Regions from separate parts of the Zea mays genome. Here region 1 is linked to region 2. A link is a contact called in public Hi-C data. All regions are on one chromosome and are shown on one strand. The core of a region is the stretch at or near the end of the contact, and the rest is flanking DNA. Distances in the headings are between cores, read along the strand shown. Region 1 holds the start of LOC100283502 (nodulin-like protein). Region 2 holds the start of LOC100273084 (lysine ketoglutarate reductase trans-splicing 1).

Region 1 (6,989 bases), core at 4,020-6,519, 560 kb before region 2:
TCTATACACTCTGTTATTATATATATTGTCTTCTTTGGCGCATGTATGAGACGCACCCGGCTTTGTCCCTTAAATTTGGGTGTGACACTTTTTGGGGAAATCCGATGAACTCGAGCTACGGTGGACGAGAGGGGTCGGCTGAGGGTGGACTGGGTTCCTAACAGAAGGGCGGAGCAAGGAGAGTACTCAATTTATACTAATCGGCCTCTAGTGTCACGAATTTAGACGAGGTTGAGTTCACAGCGGCGGCGAGATATTTCTACCGAGGCCTACCTGTCATGGCATATGGTGAAACAACGGCCTTGGGCAGTAACTATCTACACGCCATGACTCCCAGCATCGTGGTGAATCAGTCTATCGCGTGGCGTAACCGAGATAGATGGCGGCCACCACGGCGATGGCCGCTCGGCCACGTCACCGGGCAAGTGGGTACGGTGCATAGGGCTCAAGTTCACCCCCTCGACGATCTTTTCATCCCTGATGGTTATCCACACTCACTCGCGCATGCACACATCTCAACCGAAGCGCGGATCACGGCGCAAGATTGTCGGCGGCAAGGTGTAGTGAATCTGATCTTGTTCAGTGTATAACATAAGTCTGAATTTACCTCCTTGAGTTTGACTGACAGAGCAAATTTGAGAGCGAATTACTTCCAATTCCCAATAGTAACATACCCACCTGACTTCAGTAAAGTTGTTCTCCTACATATGGTCTTTAACTTTGTCACAATGATCTAGGTCTTAACTTCACTGGATTAGTCACAACTTGGCTCCAAAGTTGGACCAAAGCCACTGTCAGTCCAGGTTCAGAACATCCCCTAGAATGACAGCACTACTTCCAGGGCTTTTTACTCCAAGTTCCATGCAGTTCTTTGGCTAGATCACTTAATCAAATTTGTACTAATATAATAATTGTACAACTTTACCATAATGACTTATAGCAAACCCCTTATGGATTAAGAGATGCAAGAGCCCAAAGTTGGCTCAATAGCATTGTTTTTCAGGGTTCAAGAATTGAGGTGCTTGTGAACTTTTGCAATTTACCCCAAATTGCTCCACGAAACTTGAGAATCTTCAAATATAAAAGTTGCTTAGTTTTTGCTACTCTATCACTTTAGTTTATACACTTTTGGCAAAAAATGATTAGAATTTGAAATCATTCTCTAAGGCACTAATTAGGATTTCTGGATTCCAAAGTAGGGTTTTGGGTGTCCCAAGGTAATTTCAAGTGCTTAACCTCTCCAAATCATTATTTCTTAAATATGTCTACCAAGCTTGGCACGATCACTCCTTTGTGCTTAAAACATAAGGACACATGCTACTAGTGCTTGGAGAGATTTTCCCTACCTAGAGTTAAGGATCCCCTTACCAAATCATACCCTCAAACAAGCATCACATCACAATTTTTGCTTTCAAAATTTAGCCTAGTGAATGCATTCTAGGTATATCATACATAATGTAATGTTAGTGCATATGACGCCATGCCAAAATTTTAGTTCTCGTAACACCAGAGGTGTTACAGTTTAGGATATAAAAATAACCCCCTATAAATAGAGGGGAGTGTTGTTGTTACAGTCATCTCTTGGTTGACATTTTGTTGAGTCTTCATATTTATTTAGTGCTTCTAGTTTTCTCTCTAGGTAGACACCAGTTGAGCCGAGGGATCCGCAACGATTTTGTAATCGTCGACTGTGTTTTTGATGTGGAAGTTTAATCAGAGAAAGGGTCGCTAGTACAGCCCACAATGTTTGATCACTTGTCCATCTCAGTTTTGCATCCTTGCTGAAATTTAGAGTTGTTTTGGTATCTTGTTCTTCTTTTGACCTATCTTGTGTTTTTGTGGAAAACCCTTAATCTCTTGAGAGGATTTGGTTTGGGGATTTGTTGGTAGATGAGATATACTCCTAGGATCACTACTTACGCCATGTTGGTAAAGTTTGTGGTTGTGATCTTAGCTAATCTCGTTTTGAATTCGTTCTAGAAAACCCAACAAAAACCCCAATTATGTTCGTATTTTCAGATCTACGGGTGATTCACAATTCCGATTGAGCTTAAAATTTATGAAGATCTTGGAAACATATTTGTCCAAGTGTGTGTAAGATTTCATCTCAATCGGAGTTCGTTTGGTTCGGTTTTGCATCCGAGAACAGAACTTCGTGCTGTTGAAATCAGCACTTATTCGTGACACGGTTTTAGACCGATTAGGAGTTTTCGGTGTCCGATTTGCAATCTGTTTGTTTTGCTGGTCTCGTGTAAGTCTTAGAAACAATTTATAATCATGAGATTACTGGTTCGCTAATGTGTTTTTGGTTTGAGTGCTTACTTCATCTTAATTGAAATAAAGTGTTCATTTTCAGCGTTTGACAACAAAATTTGATTGGCTCCCATTCTGATCCTGTGGTCGCCTCACCGGTCTTTAACTGTTGTTCTTATCTATTTGAATAACTGATCTGTTGTCATCTTATGTGTACAACTCTTGGAACTCGCTGCCGGTTGATGTAATTGAGCTTTCGATGTGAAATTAAACGGTTGGCATTCACATTGTTTCGTTTTATAGTTGGGGCATAGATTTTGAATAGTTCTCTGCATGCCGTTGTCGTTTCACTTAATCCTTTTTTTACCACTGTCAATTACTTAGATCAGGTGGTTCTGATAACAAATACAGGAATTTGTTGGCGAATAACTAGCGGTAGTTTGGTTCCTTACCTGACTGTCCCATGTTCCGATATTGTTGGCACTGGAGTTGAGCGATACGAGTCTGGATCATTTTGGGTAGAGTGGCCGCTGAGCGATATGACTATGAGTCATGAGCTTCGAGATTGATTTCAACGTGTGCCCTGCTAGCCTGATGCACTCTCCTAACTTATTATGTACTCCTAACTCATTTTTGATAATTCCCTATACCAAACACGTTTTCTTTTAGTATGGTATTATCAACCTAATTATGATATACAATACGCAGCAAAATAGTTTCTATGGCACAATACAACAAATTTCTTTTATAACCATGTGGTTATTATCAATTAAATCCGTGTATTACAAGTCCAACTAACTAACAACTTACAAACTTAAATAATGTATCACATATTATTGTTTTGTGATTGTGCTGTTGAGTCGGTGTATTTATAATAATATTAAATGTTTATATCAACCTTAATATAATATTAATGTTATAGTGATTTTTTACCACGTAGATTTGTTTTATATTAATTTTTGACTATTGTGATAATGTACCGGCACATACAAGCGACGCGGCATCGATACGTCCCAGATGGGCTATGTGCTCGGCCAGTGGGCTAGCTAGCTGCTACAATTTTGGCCCAATTAGAAAAGCAATATGCATGTCCAGAAGAGAGGAGAGGACGATCGTCATCGGGCGAACAAGAGACCATCCATGTGCATCGGAGTTGGATACGCCCAGACCCACCACATAGACATTAAGACATAGGCACGTACGTAGAACCTACTCACACACATACACGCGTAGACCATTCCTCATCATCCGGACTGATGGCGCAGTGGCGATGATGGCTCCATTGCGAACTGCTCCTTGAGCTGCTTCTGGTTGTCTCCGCCTGCTGCGCTCGGCTGCTGCTGCTGCTTCTCTTCGTCGTCTTGATGCTCCTGGTGGAGGTGGTCCTTGCTCTTGCCCCAGAGGACGCTGTAGAGCCCTCCGACGAGGAGGCCGCTGCCGAGGAGGCTGCCCAGGCGCACGATCTCGCCGAGGAAGAAGGAGGAGCAGAAGATGGTGAGCAGCAGGCCCAGCGGGTTGGACATGGCCAGGAACACGGGCCCGCGCTTCTCGATGCACCACGCCTGCAGGTAGAACGACACGCCCGTCACCACCAGACCCTGCATACCACACATATATGCACGCACGCATATATTGTTAGTACATTAATTCATCGTCGTACGTTGCTTTCGATTCATCTGTCTAATACGACTGCTGCTGCTAGTGCTTAGCTAGCTACTCACGGAGTAGGCGACGGCGAGGAGGCCGACGTCGAGCTGCAGCTTCCAGGCGGCGGGGTCCCGCTCGACGGCGACGGCGAGGAGGAAGGACTGGGCGGTGCTGAGCGCGCACTGCACCAGCGTGGACAGCAGCTTGTTGGGGTACTCCTTGAGCAGCGACGCCTGCAGCACGATCCAGAGGGACCACGTCGTGTTGGACAGCAGCATCAGGAACGTGCCCTTGATCCACGTCCCCTTGCCGCCGCCGCCGCCATCGGCATGGGGATGGGGGTGCTGCTGGTGCGCCGCGAAGGCGCGGTGGTGGTTCACCGGGCTCATCGACGGCCCAGTGTACAGCGCGATGGTCAGGACCCCGGCCAGGCACAGCGCCACGCCCGCCGCCTTCGCCATGCCTGACGGGCTTCTCAGCCGAACCACTTCCAGCCTGCATGCATAATATATATGTGAATGAACATAATAGTGACATAGGTGTGCTAGCTAATGATGAGTTCCTTTTTCTGCTTTATGTATATACCTTAACAGGACTGCCAGGAAGAAGGTGACCACAGGGACAGAGTTGCTCGTTGCCGATGCCACTGTTGCAGAGGTGTACTTGAGGCTTATGTTGTACAGATTCATGCTCAATGTGTTGCTACAAAAAGTTCAAAAGGAGACACCACATACATACATGTCATATATGTATACAATATGGTGTTAACCATCAGTAGTTGTATTCAGTAACAGGAAGCTGCTGATACCACTGATTGGATGGATGTAATGTCAGTTACATACCCAAGCAATGCATAGAAGAACAGCTTCAAAAACAGCCTGAATGACATGGGTGGTGCATTCTTCCTGCGATCGAATCAATCACAGATATATCGATATCAGCAATTTCACCAAGCTATTATATATTCATCACATGGGGAAAAAAGCAATTTGCAGTTTTAATTATGCAGAGTAGACTGCTGCTGCTTATCCTTAGTCAAGTTGAGTCGGCTGTTGAGCTGTTATACCTTTCAAGCACAATGGCTATGGGGAGCAACAGCGCAGTGGCGGCCGCCTGGCGGTAGAAGATGAACACGTAGGTGCTCATGCCATGGTCGAATGCCGCCTTGGAGACGACGTACATGCCGGTGTAGATGAGCTGTATGACGACGGCAACCCCGTAGGCTTTCTTGCTGGTGGTGTCCATGGCCAGCAGGCCTCAGCTCTCTCCTACACTTGTGCAGGGAACGAGTGCCCGAGATGGTTTTATGCCTGTCTAAGTGTCTATCTAGCTAGCTAGCTGATGCAGCTACCTGCTGGCTACACTGAATAGCAAAGGAGAGGAGGGGGGCAGCCTTATATAAAGATGAAGATGCTGCATGATCTCCTCCTCTGGTTGGATGTTCCAAAGTTAGCTAGACTAGTGTGTGTGTGTATGTGTGTGTAGCTTTTTTTTTCATGTTGGCCTCCTCTGAATCACAATTTTTTCTGGTGTGTTTGGGCAAGAGTCATCTTCCTAGCTCTCTCCATCCAAGCTCCTCGTGTCTTCGGAAAGAGTTGATGTGGTCGTTTGCCTTAGCACTTTGGGTATATCTGCTGCACTTAAGAAACATGTGAATAATCCGGTTATTAGCTAGCTCGTGGATTTGTTAGTGCAAAGAGGGATGAGTATGGTAATGCGCTTTGCTTGCCCATTATTGTTACACTTTCTTTACCTTTTTCGATAAGCCACTCTACTTTCTTCCTAGATCTACCATCTGTCTGTCTCTCTGACACGGATTTTTTTTGAAGTTTGCAGAAAAAAGACATGGGCCCAAAATTATTATTGTAAAGTTTACACACCGAGTTTAATTAACATAGCCAATACCATAAATGAAAGGCAAATTAAGAATCCCATCAACCTTGACTTTGATATAGTAAGTAATAGCTGGCGATGAACTAGCTAGATGGTCTTTGAGTGTTCCTCCTATAACCGAGCCCAAAAATCTCCTTAATTTATGTTAACACGAAGAAGTTGCACATGTCATATGCGTATTTGGTTTGTAATATTTTATAGTCCGCTATTTGATCCATATATATTTGTCTGCAACGGTTGGCTCGTTCCATTTTCCACTAGTCTTGTGCACTCTTTAGGTCTAGTTCGATTATTCCAATTTCATATGAATTGAGTGTATTGAAACAGATTGAACTGGATTTTGACTTGCTATGGATTTAAACCGACTCAATACCACACAATCCATATGAGTTAAGGGTGAAACGAATAAGCCTTTAGCTGTTTTTAGCTAATGCTAAATTTGTCCTCACAAGTGTAGTACCTATATGATATTATCCCTGATGATTGTTTGGGGCACTGCATGATATATAATACACAATCAATTAAAATATATAGAGAGCATATATATATTATAATACCACATACGACTTTTCATACATATCGGAGAAGACGTGTCTGATAGTTATTGTGATGTCGTACTTCTTTTTAGTCTTAAATCAAGAGATCAAGATCCTCGAGGTGCATCTTGTAAGAGCTGTATGGAAGTTATCGTACCTTTCTTTTGGATTTCTTTTGGAGTATCCAAAGATTTCAATATAATGACATGTCCACACTGAGGATAGATTAGAAATGTAGTCTAGTGCCCATGGTGCCCGAGTCGCAACATTTAAACAATACAAGTTCTAAATCTTAAAGTATAAAAGGGTGATTCAAGTAGCTATATATTAAGGTGTTTGGTTTGAGAAATAAGGTAGTCCATCGTCTTCTTACTTCTTTTTTTGTTTGGTTTGTGGAATAGAATGATTGATCCATCACCACCTTATTCCTCATAGTTAGTTAATTAGTACTAACATGAGAAATGTGACCATTCTACCAAATTTGGGATAAACTCATGATATACCACCTCATTTTGGACATACCTTGTTTCCTAAAGTACCTATAATGATACAATTGAGTGATACTCATAATTAACTTACATGGCAAAGTGACTTGAACAAGGTCGAGGTCCTTACGTGCAGCATCCTATGCATGTCATGGAAATCTACAAGGATTTGGCA
Region 2 (7,548 bases), core at 2,663-5,162:
CATAGTTTCAACATTCAACACAGTTTGAACAAAATATACACAAATTTTGAGTTGTTAGTGCAATGCTGCCTCATTAAAAACTTTCTAGGTAAAACTCACACTCCATGAGAAACCCTAGAAAGGAAAAAAGAGTATGGCCAGCTTAGTTTATTACAAGCCAAAGTGTCATATCATATCATAATTCAGAAACACTTTACACTTCACAGTCATAGCCTCCCAAGATCAATACAAACTCAGGAAGCAGCAGCAACACCTTCTAATCCTTCTTTATCCAGCCATATCTCCTTGAAGGACTCTTCTAACTCATTGTCCACCACAGCATGTTGTGCCCGTTGTTGGCCTAGCTCCCAATCTTTGATGCACACTAATATCTCCATTGTCCCTGCGTTCAAGCACCATCGCCGATCCTCAAGAATCCTGCCAGACAAACTAAAAGTAGACTCCAAAGAAGTAGTTGAGGCAGGAACAGACATAATATCTCTATCCATAATTGAAAGAATTGGATAGGTTAGTTTATGCTCATGCCACCAATTTGAAATATCAAAATCATCCTCATAGGCAGCCACATTGTCACGGTCAAGGTAAACAATTAGCTCACAAAGACCTGCACCAGGTCCACTACTACCTGAAGAACCTGATGCAGTTAAGGATCTAGAAGCACATGTTCCTCCAAAAACTTTACCCCATGCATGTTTTCTCTTACCTATCATATCTGATTGATATGTGGTTTTGGATGGCCTAGCAGGACCAAACTTAGGTTCATAGTTGGCATATAGCTTATACAACTCAGTCTTAACATCAGCAAAATAAGTACGATAATTATAATTGTTAGACTAAGAAAGCAGTTCAAGAACATTATACAAACCCCTCATTTTAGCATTGGGGTCTAGAACAAATGCAGAGGAATATAACATTGGTATAGACTTCCAGTACTTCATGAATTTAGTTTTCGTTGGAACAACAACAACACTTAGATTAGTATCATGTTCATGTTCATGCAGATGGCTAGCAAATTCAAGTATGTGATGGATTACCAAAGAACTGGTGGGGTAATAAACACCAGACAAGACAACAGTTGTCATAAAACAGCTCAAGGAACTCCAAAACCTTTTCAGCTACATACCAATGTTGTTCATTCAGTAGAGCATAGCCATAGTGTGTATTAATGAACACAGAAAACACAAACTTATATGGCAAAAGATGCTTTAGCATAAGATATGTTGAGTTCCATCTAACATTCATGTCTAAACCAAAATTTCTAGGTATACAACCTTTTGCTTTGCAGTAATTACTAAAATTGAACCAATTCTCTAGTTAGAAGAGTTTAAGAAATTAATAACGGTCATAAACACATCTAAATAATCCTTAGGCCTTTTCAAGTCACATTTCACAATCAAGTTAATAATGTGACATGCACAACGCTGATGAAGCACACTATAAGTTTTGTTACTAGGATCTGTTGGATCAACATCAACACCCAAATAACCAGCAAGCATAGGTGACATTGTAAGCATGGCAGTTGAATTAGAAGAAGCATTATCTAAGGTAACAGAGAACACTTTATCAGTCATGCCAAAGTCTTGAATCACACAAGTAATGCGTTCAACAATGTTAACACCATTATGAGACACTTGGATCAATTTAAAGTCTATCAAAGACTTCTTTATTTCCCAATCAGCATTAACAAAATGAGTAAAAACAGTAATGTAATCTTCCTTGGCATTACCAGACCATATATTAGAAGTCAAGCAAACAGAAGACAACAGGAAAGATGGCATATTTTAAGTTCTTTAATTTTTCATTGTATAGCTTAACCAAGTCTCTAACAGTTGTAAACCTATATACTCTAACATATCTAGGGTTGTGAGCACGCTGAATGTAATCATCCCAAGCATCTGTGTCAGCTATCCCTAAAGGAAGATCAAGTCTAGTAATCAAACTACGAAGAAGCTCAGTTCTAGCAACCTGAGGATCATATTCCCATTTTCTAAAAGACCCATCAGGGTTCAAAGCTAGTCTAGTTTGAACCATAGCAGCATGATCAACCTTCTTTTTACATGATTTCTGGTGCCTAAGCAAGTGTCAAGTGCCAACATTAGAATTAGCACTCAACTGAGCCTTGCAAAATTTGCAAATATCAGCAATGCGCACCTTCTTACCATTACAATTTTCTGTGACTTTAGTGAAGTCATCCCAAACAGCAAATCGACGCTTACCAGTGCTTGAAGAAGTCAAAGAATCAAATACATTAGAGCCAGCAGCATCACTAACTGGCTTGGCAGGTGTCCCCTCTAGGTCGATGGCAGTATGACTGCTACTAACACCGAATAAAGGCAACAATAGCATCTCCCATGTCGTCGACGTCATCGGGAAGTTGTCCTAACTCAACAAGCTCGTCATTGATAGTTCTACGGTACCGGTCGTCGTCGTCATCCATGCGCCCTTCTTGGTACCGTACCTCAACGGCCTTGTCGGCACCAGCACGACCACGATGTAGTCAGCCCGCAACCTACCAAAGCCCACAACCAAGCAGCGAAGAGGAGATTAGGGTTAGGGTTAGGGATTACCGATTGGGGAGGGAGAGTCAGAGAGGAATGTACCTACCAAGCCGGAGCCCGGAGTCAGAGACGAGGGTCTAGGGCACGACGACACGCGACGAGCCGACAACCAACGACGACAAGATTAGGGTTAGGGATTTCTAGATTGGGGAGGGACCAAGGGAAAGCCGGAGTGGGGCGAGCCGCACGGAAGGAGAGTAGGAGACCCACCGATGTCGCCGGTGACGGAGATCTGGTAGTGGTGACGGCGAGGCGGTGACCGTGCGGCGGGCGGACCGCAGACGACGGGACAAGCAATTCGAGTGGGGAGAGGAGATGTTGTGTGGGAGTGGGACACTTGGATGAGATGAGGAGGGAGGGCGGATGTCGTGTGGGCGGTCGGGCCTTACCCCTCGCACCCCGACACCGGGCCGGCCCCGTGCGTGCCGTTTTCTGGCGGGCCGACCGTGCTGCCTGGTGGGCACTGCCGGTAGCCTAGGCACGACCTGATTTATTGGCCAGGGTACAAACCCAGCCGGGTCGTGCCATGTTTGGGCTGGGCCAAAAAAATAGACCTCGTGCCGGACAACCGGGCCTCGGGCTGCATGCTCATCTATACTAGAATCTAATATATTGACATCCAAACAATAGAATTGGGATTACATCTCATTTCAATATCATGTCTAATTTGATACCAAAATCAATTCGTACCTTCCAATATTAACGTCTAAACGGAGCATTATGTTTTTTCAAGCATCGGTCAGAAGAAAACAAAAGGGTGCATAAATAGTCATGTTGACGCCGAATCGATTTGCTGCCAAGATAAACTTATACTTTTTGATCTCAACTTAGCCTAATTTTGGTTTTTGAGAAGGAACTGTCAACGAGAAAGGAGCTAAATAAACTGAAAAAACGTTTGGAACGTTGGCAACAAACAACACAAACACATGGACATCCCAAAGTCCAGGGATGGACGACCGACCGAGCTGTCTAGGCCCATGTAGTACCAATAGGTAGGTCAGGAAGAATACGCGTGGTCCAGGATCCGACGGCGGGAGGACGGCCCCGTCGAGGGCGCAAGTTGCTGCGGTTGGTTCGTTGGGTGGCGTCCCTCTCCTTTCTCCCTGTCGTCTCCAACTTTCCCTTGGTTTGGCTTCCTGCCTTCCTGGCCTGGCCTAGCTCCTCTCCTCTCCTCCGGCTTGATTGATCGATCGATCGATCGATCCAGCCAGCCATCCACCCATCCCTTCCAAGTTTCCAACTGACATTGCCGCGCCGCGCAGGCGCAGCGCACGACTTCCGCCCTCCCCCACCCTCCGCCTCACGCATATAAACGCGCGCGCCTGCCTCCCCTGCCCCCGCCTGCCTGCCCACGCGCTCCGCTCCTCGCCCCCTCCTCTTCCCACGCCGCCGCCGTACCCACGGGCAGGGGGCACGGCTGGTGGCTCATCGCTCGGCCCGCTCCCCCTCCGTCGCAACCGGAACATACCAGCACCGGCGCTGCGGTATTATTCAGCTCCGTCCGCCGGCCGGCGCGGACGGACGCCAGGTTCGCTTTCCTGCCAAAACCCGCGCCTCTTTCCTTCCGCCCTCGGTTTCGATTTCGTCCGATTCGCCGTACTAGATACCCCACTTGTACTACAATAATGCTGCCGCCGGCCGAGAAGTCCAAACAAGATCTCTTCTTTCCGAGTATTACTTTATTTCTTTTTTTACTCCTCGTACGAGAAAGTAACAACAACAAAAAACTTGTTAGTAATTCCGTATACTTGGCCTGCACAAGTTCGTCCTACACGCACAGAATCTTGTGGTGCTGCACTGTTTGTGCGCCCCACTTCTTAGCAGCAAAGCGAGTAGAAACCGCATACTTGGGGGCATTGCTCATACTTTTGGACGCAGCCCAACCATTGTGGTTGCTTGTTAGTAGCTTTGTAATGCTATGCAAATTCAAAAGGAGATGAAAACCATATTTCGATTGGAGGCCTTCTGACGATGGATTGTCAATGTCTGTGTTTTCTCCAGGCTTCCTTCCTGTCTGCATAACAAAGCCGCCGCCATTATGATCTCCACATATGATGCTTAGCATTTGTCGCTCGCAGCTGTATTGCTCCTCTAGCTGCATCCTTGTACTAGAGCATGGCGAAGCTCGCATCTATTGCTCGCAGGTTTGTAAACCTACATGCTTGTCTCCACTCGAGCTGTTGGCTTCTGGACGGCTAGCGTTGCATGCTAATATCTTCTGCTCTTGTTGACGTTCATAGTATGCTTAGATTCCCAAACGGAAGCATGAGGCTTGTTATGGTAACGGTTATTGGAGCAGTCCTTGGCTTTTTCATTGGGATTTCATTCCCTTCGGTCAGCATAACAAAGGTATTAATGATAGTAACCTCCACGTAACAGCAATACCTCAACTAATTGAGCAGTTACTTATGTCTGTTTCGAATACGCCAGCTTCACTTTCCAGATAGCTTTATTTCGTACATTGAAGACAAAGACGCTGGACTCACGACCCAAGCTATACTCAATCATGCTTGGACTTCTGCCAGAAACGCAAGGGGAAATGGTACCGAACCGACTTCAAACAGTACCTTAAAGGTTAGTTAGTTGTATTACTCTGTCACATGACTTGACTTAGTTGTGGAGTACTATGGCTATTTGAACGGTATCCATTTAACGTGATATTCTCCTTGAATATCAGATGCTTATAAATAGCGAATAGAGTGTTTGCTATTTCCTGATATATTTTAGTTTGTCTGATGAGTTTTTTCTTTGATGATCTGTAGATTTATGTCCCAACGAACCCCAAGGGTGCAGAGGGGCTAGCACCAGGTATCGTTGTATCAGAGTCTGACTTCCATTTGCGCAGGTTATGGGGAGACCCAAGTGAGGTATATTTTCTCATGCACCATCACCTCACCAATCTTCTCCGAGTGCGTTTGATATATTTATAGCTGGACATGTTGAGAACTACAGTGGAAACCTAATTTTAGATTTTTTATAGTTCTCTTGACACATGCTTTAAGCATATGCTCCTTCTCACGTTTGTTCTTTCTTTGTCTTCTTCACATTTCTGGATTTTGTGTCTTGTGCTTCTTTTGACATGTGCTACAAGCATATACTGATCTGAAGCTCTCTATTTCTTGATTGGATTCACAGATAATCGAAACTGGAAAATCAAAGTTTTGCACTGTTTCTGCATTTTGTTGCTTGCAATGTTCTATGCTGATATTTGATCTTGAATATACAGGACCTGCCTTTCAAACCAAAGTACCTTGTTACCTTTACTGTTGGAGTTGAGCAGAAAGCAAATATAAACAGAGCTGTGAAGAAGGTACTTTTGACAACAGCGTCAACGAGCTCAAAAATGAAAATAATGCCTTCCCCCAGTTTTCATGATAATGAAAATTTTCAGATCCATTTATGGCATTTTGTTTAACTCAGCTTCCTGATTGTTTTGTTGTTGGTGCTGCAGTTTTCTGACAATTTTGCTATTCTGTTATTCCACTATGATGGCCGGGTGAGTGAGTGGGATGAATTTGAGTGGTCCCAGCGAGCTATCCATATTAGTGTCAGGAAACAAACTAAATGGTGAGTTTCATTTGTGCTCTAGTGTACTGTTCGCAGTTCAATTGCTTAATTTGAAATGATCTAGTGCTAATTTTTTTGTTTGTGCACACAACTCTAGGTGGTATGCCAAGAGATTCCTGCATCCTGATATTGTGGCAGCTTATGAGTACATATTCATTTGGGATGAGGACCTTGGGGTTGAACATTTTAATGCAGAGGAGTATGCTTTCATTCTCCCCACTTCCTTTCAGTACTACTCAACATTGAATCTCTTACGTATTATGATGATGTTGGGGTTACAGGTACATCAAACTTGTTAAGAAGCATAACTTGGACATCTCTCAACCTGGATTAGAGCCTGATCGGGGGTTAACATGGCAGATGACCAAAAGAAGAGGTGACAGTGAGGTTCACAAGTGAGTGTAATTCTTGTCTGAAAAAGAGTACTTTTATTTTTCCACTGAGCTCTATTATAATTTTGCATCATTTTTGTTACAGGGACACAGAGGAGAGGCCTGGCTGGTGCTCTGACCCTCATCTTCCACCGTGTGCTGCGTATGTGTTTTTTTTTCCTCCTCCCAGAACACTTACCAGTTCCCATAATACTACCATCAGTCTCCCATACATACAGAGGCAACTTATGTATGCTCTATTACAGTTTTGTTGAAATAATGGCTCCAGTCTTCTCAAGAGATGCATGGAGATGTGTGTGGCATATGATTCAGGTTCGTCTGTCTGTCATACTTCTCCTTGTGTCTGTCTATCTTCGGTCCTTTACATAATTGTTCGGCATTGCTTTGGACGCAGAACGACTTGGTTCATGGTTGGGGCTTGGATTTTGCGCTCAGGAAATGTGTGGAGGTATGCATTGTTTTGAGAGAGTCTTATACCATTCTAGCGAACTGTTGTTTCTGAATGCTTTTGACGTTGCTCGCCAGCCTGCTCATGAAAAGATTGGAGTTGTCGATTCGCAGTGGATCGTTCACCAAGTGGTTCCTTCTCTGGGGAACCAGGTAAGGAGAAACATTATGTTTTCTTCCTTGCTTTCTTTAATTTGACTATGTGAACTATGATTTTTTCTACCATTTTCCTACCATCACAATTCGAATACCAAAACCTTGCAGGGGCAGTCAGAAAACGGAAGGGCGCCATGGGAAGGGGTACGTTGATTGCCTGAAAACTTGACGTAGAGCGCTCTTGTTTTGACTTTTGAGGAAGGATGGTGCTTATGTTTCTGAGCAGATTGTCATCTTGTTGTCCATGGGAGCTTATGGCATCTTGTTAATCTGTGGTTTAGGTGAGGGCGCGGTGCAGGAAGGAATGGGGCATGTTCCAGACCAGGATGGCGGAGGCGGAGAAGGCGTATTACAAGATGATGGGCATCACCCCTCCAAACTCCACGCGTGTCTAGCCGCGCCTCTCTTCTTGGTTTTCCATCCCCGCC

What was found. A called contact is a pair of places that touch in the nucleus more often than the background predicts.
Region 1: a Hi-C map of ear shows a contact between it and region 2, with 4 times the contacts expected there. The contact joins the promoter of LOC100283502 here to the promoter of LOC100273084 in region 2. A contact is called at or near these places in 2 of 25 Hi-C or Micro-C datasets (ear and tassel).

The regions. Positions count from the first base shown.
Region 1 is chr6:48,307,206-48,314,194 of Zm-B73-REFERENCE-NAM-5.0, reverse strand. It overlaps LOC100283502 (nodulin-like protein), which reads right to left and starts at 5,269. Exons shown (of 5, transcript NM_001375357.1): 1 at 4,967-5,269; 2 at 4,743-4,805; 3 at 4,486-4,602; 4 at 3,975-4,395; 5 at 3,313-3,851. The coding sequence starts at 5,145. The coding sequence ends at 3,498.
Region 2 is chr6:47,747,327-47,754,874 of Zm-B73-REFERENCE-NAM-5.0, reverse strand. LOC100273084 (lysine ketoglutarate reductase trans-splicing 1) reads left to right here and starts at 3,912. Exons shown (of 15, transcript NM_001147533.1): 1 at 3,912-4,086; 2 at 4,560-4,702; 3 at 4,799-4,907; 4 at 4,989-5,132; 5 at 5,321-5,425; 6 at 5,785-5,868; 7 at 6,010-6,125; 8 at 6,223-6,324; 9 at 6,407-6,520; 10 at 6,603-6,659; 11 at 6,763-6,829; 12 at 6,912-6,965; 13 at 7,043-7,117; 14 at 7,229-7,264; 1 more. The coding sequence starts at 4,674. The coding sequence ends at 7,515.